Regions from separate parts of the Manis pentadactyla genome. Here region 2 is linked to region 1. The links are chromatin contacts, called in public Hi-C maps. All regions are on one chromosome and are shown on one strand. Each heading gives the region's core, a stretch centred on a gene start, on an enhancer-like site or on the middle of the called end of the contact. The rest is flanking DNA. Distances are from core to core; before and after follow the strand shown.

Region 1 (5,287 bases), core at 835-3,334:
CAACCTTAAAGAGGAGTGAAATTTTCATACATGCTTAAACATGGATGAACTGTGCAAACATGCTAATGAAATAAGTCCGGCACAAAAGGACAAATGTTGTATGATGCCTCTTAAATGAAGTACCTCGAGCGGGCCAATTCAGAAACACAGAAAGTAGAATAGTGATTTGCAGGGCCATCGGGAGGGAGGGCAGAGAAGTTATCATTTAACGGTTAGAGAGTGTTTATGATTAAAAAATATTTTGAAACTAAGCTAAAGTTATAATGCAGAACATTGTGAATGTAATATAAACTGAATTGTGTACTTAAAAATGGTTGAAATGGTAAATTTTATGTTATATATCTTTAACCACAAGAAAATATGTTTTTTTTTTAAAAAAAAAGGAAGATTAAAACCACAATGAGATATCACCTCACACCAGTAAGGATGGCCAGCATCGAAAAGACTAAGAACAACAAATGCTGGCGAGGATGCAGAGAAAGGGGAACCCTCCTGCACTGCTGGTGGGAATGTCAATTAATTCAACCATTGTGGAAAGCAATATGGAGGTTCCTTAAAAAACTAAAAATAGAAATACCATTTGACCCAGTATTCCACTCCTAGGAATTTACCTAAAAAAAGCAAAGTCCCTGATTAAAAAAGACATATGCACCCCTATATTCACTGTAGCTTTATTTGCAATAGCCAAAATATGGAAGCAACCTAAGTGTCCATCAAGAGATGAATGGGTAAAGATGTGGTACATATACACAATGGAATACTATTCAGCCATAAAAAGAAAAGAATCCTGCCATTTGCAACAACATGGATGGATCTAGACGGTATTATGCTCAGTGAAATAAGCCAGGCGGAGAAAGACAAATAGCATATGATTTCACTTATTTGTGGAGTATAAAACAAAGTGAAACAGAAGGAACAAAATAGCAGCAGACTCACAGACACAGAGAAGGGCCTAGTGGGTACCAAGGGGGAGTGGGGAGGAGGGGGGACTAAAGGGGCACAATAATTCACAATCATAATATACGTTGGTCCCGGGAACAGCAGTACAGCACGGAGAATGCAGTTAACGATTCGGTAACATCTTACTACGTTGACAGACAGTGACTACAACTGAAGCGGCGATGACTTGACAGTATGGTAACTGTTGAACCACTTGTATAATTGAAACCAACATAAGGTTGTATATCAATGATACTTTAATAAAAATAAAAAGGAAGGGCGTATATAGTATGTGGAGGCAGGGATGGCAGGAAGGAGGCGGGCAAACAGAGGTGAGCAGCTATTCCACCGTCCCCATGGGGAGGGCAGGGGTGCTGCCAGGGAGAGCACAGGGCCTGGCCCTCTTGTCTTGTGGCAAGTGCTGCTCAGGCCCCACAGTGGGCACCCCGGACAGCGAGCCTGAGTCTTAAAGCGACGGTCACACAGTCACTCAACTCACACGGTGAGGGGGGCGGTAAGCACCTCCCCCACGCTGGCATCATTTCAGGCCTGACTCACGGGTCCGGGAGCCTCCTGATGTGCCCCTGCCCCACCCCTGCCCCTTCGGCTCATCCTGATGCTGAGGGCTGCGCTTCTCCCCGTCCCTTAGCAGGATGCCTCCAGCCCGTTCCCTCAGCAAACTCCTAAGTGATCTGCAAGGCCCGCTGCAGACGTCAGCACTCAGGTGGGTCACCCTGCTCTTCGTCAGGCAGGTGGGGTGTGCTCCCCTGACCTCTCGTGGAGTCCCTTGTAGGTAACGGTGAGAGTCCTGGAGTTTCTCACCACCCCTGGGATGGAATCTTGAGCCATTCTGGAAAATGTTGATGGAAATGGCAGCCCTCTGAGGTGGTGGTCTTGGGGCCACCTGAGAAACTGGCATCTGAGTCACAGATGTGTGGCCTAATTTGACCCTGACACTCAGGTGCCCCTCCACCCCCACCCCACTTGGCTCTAAGGAAGGGCATGGGCAGGTGGCACCGGCTGAGACAGAAGCAGAAGAGGAGAAAAAGTCCAAAGCTGGAGGTGGGGAGTGGGGGTGGCCACGTGTAGGCCAGGCTCACATCCCCTCAGGCGGCCACACCTCAAACCTGGACTTTGGCTGCCCTGAGTAGGCAGGCAAGCCAGGCTGTGCCCCAGCCAGCAGGAGGGGCCTGGACTGGCTCATTCGCCACAGCCACAGCCGCCATGCCTGGGGACTCCTGGGAGCTGGGCCTGATGCTTCTGCTGGGGCTGGGGTCCCAGGCGGCCCTGCCCCCACCCTGTGACAGGTAGGGGCAGAAAAGACATCTGGGGACAGCACAGGAAGGCCAGGCTGAAAGGCTGGGATGAGCTGAGCGCTGGGGTCAGCCCTCCGGAGGGAAGAGAGGCAGGGGGAGCTGGGTTTCCCACGCAGCAAGCCCTGTGCCAGGCACCAGAGCTGCGGTGCTGGGAGGAGACGGAGCCGCCGGAGGCCGGCCACGCGCGGTCCAGGAGCCTGCTGGCCAAAGCCTCCCTCTCTCCTGCCCTCCCTCCAAGCTGCTCCTCGGGCTGTGCAGGGCTGTTCTCAGCTTTTTTCTAGGAAACTTTCTGCCCCATTTCCCTAGCCTGGGTGTGACAGGGGTTGTAAGGTCGAGAAGAGCTCCTGGGTTAACCCCTGACCTCTGTGATCAAGGGCAAGTGCGACCTCCTTCCAGAGCCATAGTGTCCATCTCCAAATAATAGAGGCAGGGGACCTGTCCTGCCTCCGGGGCTCACAAGGCGTTGCCCATTCTTCACTTGACCTGGATTTATTGAGTTCTCACTCCATCTCTTGACTGCAGCAGTGAACAAGAAAAGCGAGGTCCCTACCTCCACGGGCCTTACCTAGTAAGCAAGAAAAGTAATACTAGAAGCTAAATACTGATAGAAGCACAATTAAAAGTAAAATGAAACTAGGGGGCTGCTCATGGGGGTGAGCAGAGCTGTTTCAGATAGGACAGGGAGGGAACGTGTCTCTGAGGAGGTGATGTTTGAGCAGGGCTATGGAAGGAACCGTCCCTGTGCGGATCTGGGAGAAGACAGTCCACACATGGAAACTGCAATGCAAAGGCCCTGAGGTCACCTTTTAAGGATCTGGGGTGGTCTGAGTGGTTGAGACTGGTAGAAATAGGCCAGGGAATAGGCTGCAGGGAAAAGGGGCCAGGGCTTGGGCTCCAGCCGTAGGACCACAGAGGTGAGAAGTGCTTCAATATGGAATATAGTTTGAAGATTAGACTGATAAGACTTGCTGATGATTGATTGTGGAATATAAAGAGAAAGGACATATCTGGGATAATTCATGGGTTTTGTCCGGAACAATTGTAGTAGGGATTTCAGAGAAGCCGTGGATCAAGAGGTTTGTCAAGTATTAGGTCAGTTGCCAAAGGGTGCAAAGACGGCCGTGCTGGCAGTCCTAAGACCGCCCTCAGCCTCTGCGGCTTACTAGTACTCACCGAATCATTATATCCGTGATTGTAGTTTATTGCAGTGAAAGGATACAGATTAAATCAGGAAAGGTAAAAGGCATTTAGGGCAGAGTCAGGAGAGAAGAAACACAGCCTTCCAATCGTCCACTTCCAGTGGACTTAGGTGGATAGCATTTAATTTTTCCAGGCACAGTGTGTGACAACAGGAAGCTCCCCTGGTGTCCAGGAGTTTTACTGGGGACTCATTACAGAGGCATGGAATCCGCATAGCAGATCTTAGTTACTCAGTTTCCAGGTTTCTAAAGGTCCTGGTGATACTGGGTGGTCCTCAGCCCCCACCATAAATCACATAAAATATCATATATTATTTGTGCATTAAACATCTGGTAAGGCCCAAGGTCCCAGGTAAACAAAGATTTATCAAGCGGGGCTCCAGCAGCCGAGAGGTTATCTCTCAGGAGTCAGGCACACACCAGACTCTTAAAAATATGCAGGGTTGCAGGGTTGAATACACCAGACCTGCTAAGTCAACCCTTTACTGTAGAAGCTACTTGTTGTATAATGAAGAATTTGTCTAGTCGTTATCCTGGGTCCTGGGAGGTAACCTCTAAGCTCTGGGACTTTCAAGTGACAGGAGTGCATCTGGTATTCGGGGCAGGTCCTGACAGTTTATGTTAATGAGATGACTATGGTGGGCCCTACACGGGTCCTGCTAATGAGAGGACTCAGGAAAAGGGGAGGCCACACCAGAAGGACCATGTGATCACACGGTCAGGGCTTTGGGACACATGAGCCTGAGCTCCAGGGAGGAGAGGAGGGCTGGAGATTGGAGTCAATCACGTGGCCAGTGATTCAGTCAATCATCCCTATGTAATGAGACCCCAATAAAAGCTCTGGACACCAAAGCTCAGTGGAGTCTCCTGTTTGCTGAGCATTTCAGTGTGCCAGGAGGGTGATACGTCCTGATTTATTCCTTGTAATAAAACTATAATCATATAAATATACTGCTTTCCTGGGTCCTATGAGTCATTCTAGTAAATTATTGAACCTGAGGAGTTCGCTGCCAAATTTGTAGCCAGTTGGTCAGAAGTGGGATAACTTGGGGACCTCTGAGCTTGCAACTGGAGGTGGAGTGAGGGGCCTTACTGGGGACTGGACCCTCGGCCTGGGGACGGTGTCTGAGCTAGCTTGTCATGCCAGTTATATCACAGCACTGCAGCTGATGGTCAGGGAATGTATGATTTGCTAGAATGACCTACCCTGCTGAAACATGTGGCTCGGGAAGAGCAACACGACAGCAAGGGGTGAGGTTCCTTTGATTCCTTGACAGCCGCAGGGTCACCCATGGTTCTGAACAGCAGCTGGGCTGTGATCAGCTAACTGGACGTAAAAGCTGCCGAGGGAACGTAGAGATCACAATCCAGCTCCTAGGCTGTTGGCTCAGGGGATGCAGAAGAAAATGCAAAATAATAAAAAACTACAAATATAATCCTTTGGTTACTGTTATCCATAAAAGCAAAATGAAAGTGAGAGAGACGGGCCATGCTTAGATTCTGGCCAGCCTCAACCTCAGCCTCTCGTCTTAGGGCCCCGGACGCAGACCCTGATTCCGGCCGGCCTGAGGCACGGCCTGCAGCCTCTGAGCCCTCTCCAAAGGAAAAAATTATTCTGAAATAACAAGTGATGAAGAAGATGAGACTAATTCCAAAGAGAGTGGGATAGACAGAGGAGGAAGGCGAAGGACTTGTTCCCCAGGGCAGACATCTAAATGGGTTATTAAAACGGGGTGAGTAAATCAAACATTGATGGGGGGCAAAACAAAGGTTTTAATGCAGGACTCTTAGAGGTTTAGTGAACCAGTGGGGTCTCTGAAGGTCCCCCAAATG
Region 2 (4,778 bases), core at 1,719-4,218, 170 kb before region 1:
GGGTGAGTCCCTTGTGGGGAGCGGAATGGGGTCTGCGGAGCATGTTCCTGCCTCTCCGCTCCATGAACCTTCCTGTCTTCCTCAGTGCCGGAGAAGGGTCAGGGTCCTGGTGGGGAAGTGAGAGGCTGGTAGGGTTTTGTCCTTGCCCCCATGTAGGTTCGAAGCCTGGGGTGCAGGGAGGGGGTGACAGTACAGAGAGAACTCATGGGCCCAAGCAGAGGGTCTTAGACCAGTGCTTTTCCCCACTTAATGGGCCTATGAATCTCCAGGGAGCTTGTTAAGATATGATTTCTGATTCAGTGGGTCTGAGGTGAAGCCTGAAATTCTGCATTTCTAACGAGCTTCCAGGTGACGCTGATGGATGCTAGTCTGAGAGGCCCACACTTGGAGCTGCCAGATGCTCTGTGTCGGCTGCACCCCCAGCCCCAGCATGCACACTGGGTCCCCTGATGGGGCTCAGGGGCAGGTGCCTCTCCTGCCTCCCAGGACACTTGCCTCTGGGTGAAGAACTGAATTCTGTTATTCTGTTTGTCCTGCACCCTGGCTTTTGTCCCCGTTTACATCAGCTCCCACCATCATTCTACAAACTGCAAGAGGATCTTTTGCACGCTGAGAACTTTAGAGAGTGGACAGACTCAGTGGTGGAAGGCTGGGGGTAAGGAGTCTTCCAGTGCTTGGCACTCTGTCAGATCCCATCATGCACCCAGAAGGATGTTTGCAGCTGGGCTTGAAAGGTCTCTCTTCCCGTTTCAGTCACAAACCAGGAAGCAGAGAGAAGAGGTTGGGTTTACTGCAGGGTGGGTCAGGCTGGGGCTACTCCTAAGCCCCCATCCCCCTGGAAATCGTATATGGGACAAAGTGGCGTCGGAGAGGGCAGAGCTCTGAGCATATTTTAAAGGGATAAGAGGGCCCTGTGCCTTTAAGCCCCCCCTTCTCCCTCAGTTCCCCCCACCCTGGGCCCTCCCCAGGTTTCTGGAGGAACTGAGAGTTGCGTCTTCTCCCTGCCCTGCCGAGCTGCTCACTGGCTGCTCTGGAGGCTGTGCTTTGCGGTCTCCATGGAAACCATTAGTTGCTAAGCAACTGGAGCATCATCTGTGCTGAGCTCTCGCATCTAATTATCCCATCACAGGGGCTGAGAAGGGTTTGGGGAGCCGAGAGGAGGGGGAGGCCAAGCGCAGGAGCGAGAGGATAACTCTTTTAGTGGAGAGGGTTCATTGACAACGCTGGAGTCATTTAAAGCCACAGCACCCTGTTCCTCTGGAGGATTCCTCATGGTTTGGAGGAAGGGAACCAGGGCCACGGATGCCTGGAGTGTCTCTCTTGGACTCACTCTTTCTAGGCTGTCCACTCCTTGGATTCTCAATTCTAAACTCACCCAAGTTTCCTCTCCTGCCTCCTTCTTCTCAGATCCCATAGTCAGGTCAACAAACACTTAACTAAGTACTAGGTATGTCCCTGGAACTGTGCTAGGCAGCAGGGATATAAAGATGAAATAAGTTCCCGGCCTCGTGGAAAACCTTGGGTTTTTTTCCTTTTCACATCAGATCCTACCATCCTTTTACAACCTGCAAGAGGATCTTTTGCACGTTGAGAACTTTGGAGAGAGCGGGCCAACTCAGTGGTGGAATACCAGGGGTGAGGCATCTTCCTGGTGCTGGTCAAATCTCTACAGTAACTGGACTAGAAGATTAGCTCCGACAGCAGATGTGCTCTCTCTGAACTGTGGTACTTTTTGTCCTTGATCTACGGTAGCAGCCAGAAGAGTTCAGATCAGAACCCACGTCTGTCTGATACACCCATGGTTCTCTTTCCACAATGCCACTCTTCTCCTTGCCAGTCAATTAGAGAAATGTGTCCACTTGGCTCTGTGGGCATTTCAGCCTCTGATGGAGACTATTGTCCTCTTGTGGGTGAGTGATACCATATGACTTTAGGTGAGTCATTTTGAACCTCAGTACTCACCACATGTCCGTCTGATGGGAAATGGCAGAGCCTGTGTCCTTGAGATCTGGAGCTGGGAAAGGTGTGAGAACAGAAAATCTTAGCTGTTGAGGGTTGGAAGAGATCTGGATGGCCCTTTATTTTTCCTAAAGTTGCTTGTGATACAACCACTTACTCCAAATCTTCCAGCTTTGTGACCTCGGCCAAGATACCTACCTAACTGCTCTAAGCTGCAGTTTCCTCTTCTATAGAGGGTATAAAATCTGTCTCACTGGGATATTATGACTGTCACTCAAGCTAATTTATTTAAGAGTGCCTAGCACAGTATCTGGTTCAATAAATATTAATTTAAGTAATTCATCTTATCCTCTCCTTTTTATTAACCCTTAGTGCAGAAGAAGGCCGGAGGCTCAGGAGCAATAAACGATTTTCCCAAGATCATAGAGCTGGTAGGGAAGGAGTGGGGGTAGAATTCAGAGTTTGTTTTTCCATTTGTGTCACTGATGCAAAGGGAGATGGATGGGCAGGAAAGGTGATCTGAGGGAGAAAAGTGACAGAAATGTGGACCAGCTGTTCCTTGTATACCAAGCATGCCACAGGGGTACTGGGCACACAGGAACAGCTGGCTCACTTATTCATTCAGTGAGCATTCGTTATTCAACTCCTGTATGGTGGGAACCATGACAGCTAGTGAGATACAAGACAAGAATCAGTTCCAGCTCTCACGTTGCTGAGTTTAGAGAATGAACCCGAGTTAGCCTGGTTGGAATAAGTGGAAGAGGCTATTCCCCAAAGAGGGAGCAGTATATAAAATGGCACAGAGATATGGATTACCCTGATGCCTTCTGGGAGCTGTGAACAATACATCTTGGCTAGAACGAAGTGTTCAAAGACAGTCGTGGTGAGAACTCTGGCCACTGGCTGGACCACCAGCGGTTTTTGTATGCTTGCTCAGGAGCTTGATTTTTACCCTGAAGAAAACTGAAAGCCTTTGAGAAGTTCTAATTGTGCAAAGATCATTTTGGAAACTGTGGAGAATGTATCAGCCTGTGAATGAGCAAGCTGGAGAGATCCTCCAACCCAGCAAGGCTTCGGATAACTGCCCAGGTTAACGTCTTCACTGTAACTTCATGAGATACCCTGAGCCAGAACCACCCCAGCAAGTCTTTCACCAGATACCTGATTCTCGGGATAAATGTTTGTTTTTCTAAGCTATTAAGTTTGGGGGTAAGCTGTTATACAGTAAGTAAGAGATAACTAAGACAGGTATCTTGGGAAATTCAGATGAAATGATACTTTCATAATTGAGTATATGAGTCTAGATCAGAGGAGAGGTGTGAGAAGGGAGGTGAGCAGAAGTTAAAATCAGGAATGTGGAAAAGAGAGCTTTTTTTCCCTAAAGAAAGTAGAAGAGAAGGAGGGAGCTGAGGAAAGGAAAGAGCGTTTACAGGACAGATGGACGGGGAGTTGCTGATGAAGGAAGAATGATACATAGGAGGAAAGCCAAGAGGGAGTGGGTGGAGGGTTCCAAAAAGGTATCCAATGGCAGGAAGGTCAGAGCTGGAGGGAAGGACTGAAAAATGTCCACTGGGCCTAGCATCCTGAGGATAATGCCCACCCTTAGGGGCCGCTTCCTGTAGGTGCGGAAGGCAGCGGCCGACTGTCGGTGTACAGACGTAACTGGGAGGTGAGGAAGAAGAGTTGGAAGGTGTAGACTGCTCTTTGGAGAAGCTTGGCTGGGAAGCGAGGTTGACAGGCAGCTGGAGGGGACCTGGGCCCAGGAAGGGCTCCTCTGCTTTGTTTTAATGGCAGAGGTGCAGGAGAGGGAGGGGTGTAACTGACAGGCTCCTGGGGGAGGGAGAATGGCCCTTTCCAGAAGAGAGAAGGTTCAGGGGTCGTGGGGCAGAGAAATGCTAGACTTTTTGGGGGGTTGGAGTGGGACAGGCAGGGGATGGAAGAACTAAGTTAAGGGATCTCCCTCCTGGCAGCCCCTGCTTTCTCTGGGAAGCAGGAAACCCAGTGGGGAGAAGGGCCGAGAGTTTGGAATAGCTGTTGAGGAGAGAAGGGCACAGCTCCTAAGGGCCTTGGAAAGGCATGTTTGGTGGCAACAACCCAGCTGGGCTTGGGGACCACTCATCTTCAGGGACACTGACTGCGTTAGTCAGGGTTCTCCAGAGAAACGGGGCGCACAGGATGTGTATAGAGAGAGAGTCATTGTGCGGGTTTGCCTCCTGTGATTGTGGGAGTTTGGCAAGTCCAAAATCTGATGAGGGAGGCCGGCAGGCTGGGGATTCAGCAAAGAGCTGCAGCTCGAATCCGGAAGCTGGCAGAATTCCTTCTTTCTGGAGGGAAGAAGGCGGGAGACCAGTCTTTGTTCTATTCGGGCCTTCAACAGCCTGGACTAGGCCCATCTGTGTTCTGGGGTGCTCTGCTTTCCTCAAGGGTCACTGATTTAAGTGTTACTCCCATCCAAAGAACACCTTCGCAGATCCATCCAGAATATTTGACCAATATCCGAGCACCAGGACCCAGTCAGGTGGACACATAAAATCAACCATCGTGCTGACCTTGACATTTTGGAAGTTTTTCAAATTACTCAACGGCTTGCGTGTAGACGCGATAAAGCTGTCAGGTCGCGCCGACTCTGGGTCTGGGGTTTCGAGGCATGGAAATGTGAGGGTATCGGCAAGAATGAGACCAGGGTCTAGGCTGGAAATGAAAAGCTGCGATGGAAGTGTCCGGGGGCCGGCGTGTCCCGTGAGGTCCTGGTGGAACAGAGATGTGAGGAGTGTGGAAGAGCCGGGAGAGCGGGTGGCGACAGGGCAGAGCGGTGGCCC

What was found. Hi-C and Micro-C count contacts between places; a contact is called where the count stands out from the background.
Region 2: a Hi-C map of fibroblasts shows a contact between it and region 1, with 5 times the contacts expected there. The contact joins the promoter of UPK2 here to the promoter of TREH in region 1. A contact is called at or near these places in 2 of 3 Hi-C or Micro-C datasets (fibroblasts and skin fibroblasts).

What each region holds. Positions count from the first base shown.
Region 1 is chr13:5,504,300-5,509,586 of mManPen7.hap1, reverse strand. It overlaps TREH (trehalase), which reads left to right and starts at 2,084. Exons shown (of 15, transcript XM_057490627.1): 1 at 2,084-2,246. The coding sequence starts at 2,164.
Region 2 is chr13:5,671,904-5,676,681 of mManPen7.hap1, reverse strand. UPK2 (uroplakin 2) reads right to left here and starts at 2,968. Exons shown (of 6, transcript XM_036919981.2): 1 at 2,776-2,968; 2 at 1,963-2,014. The coding sequence starts at 2,808.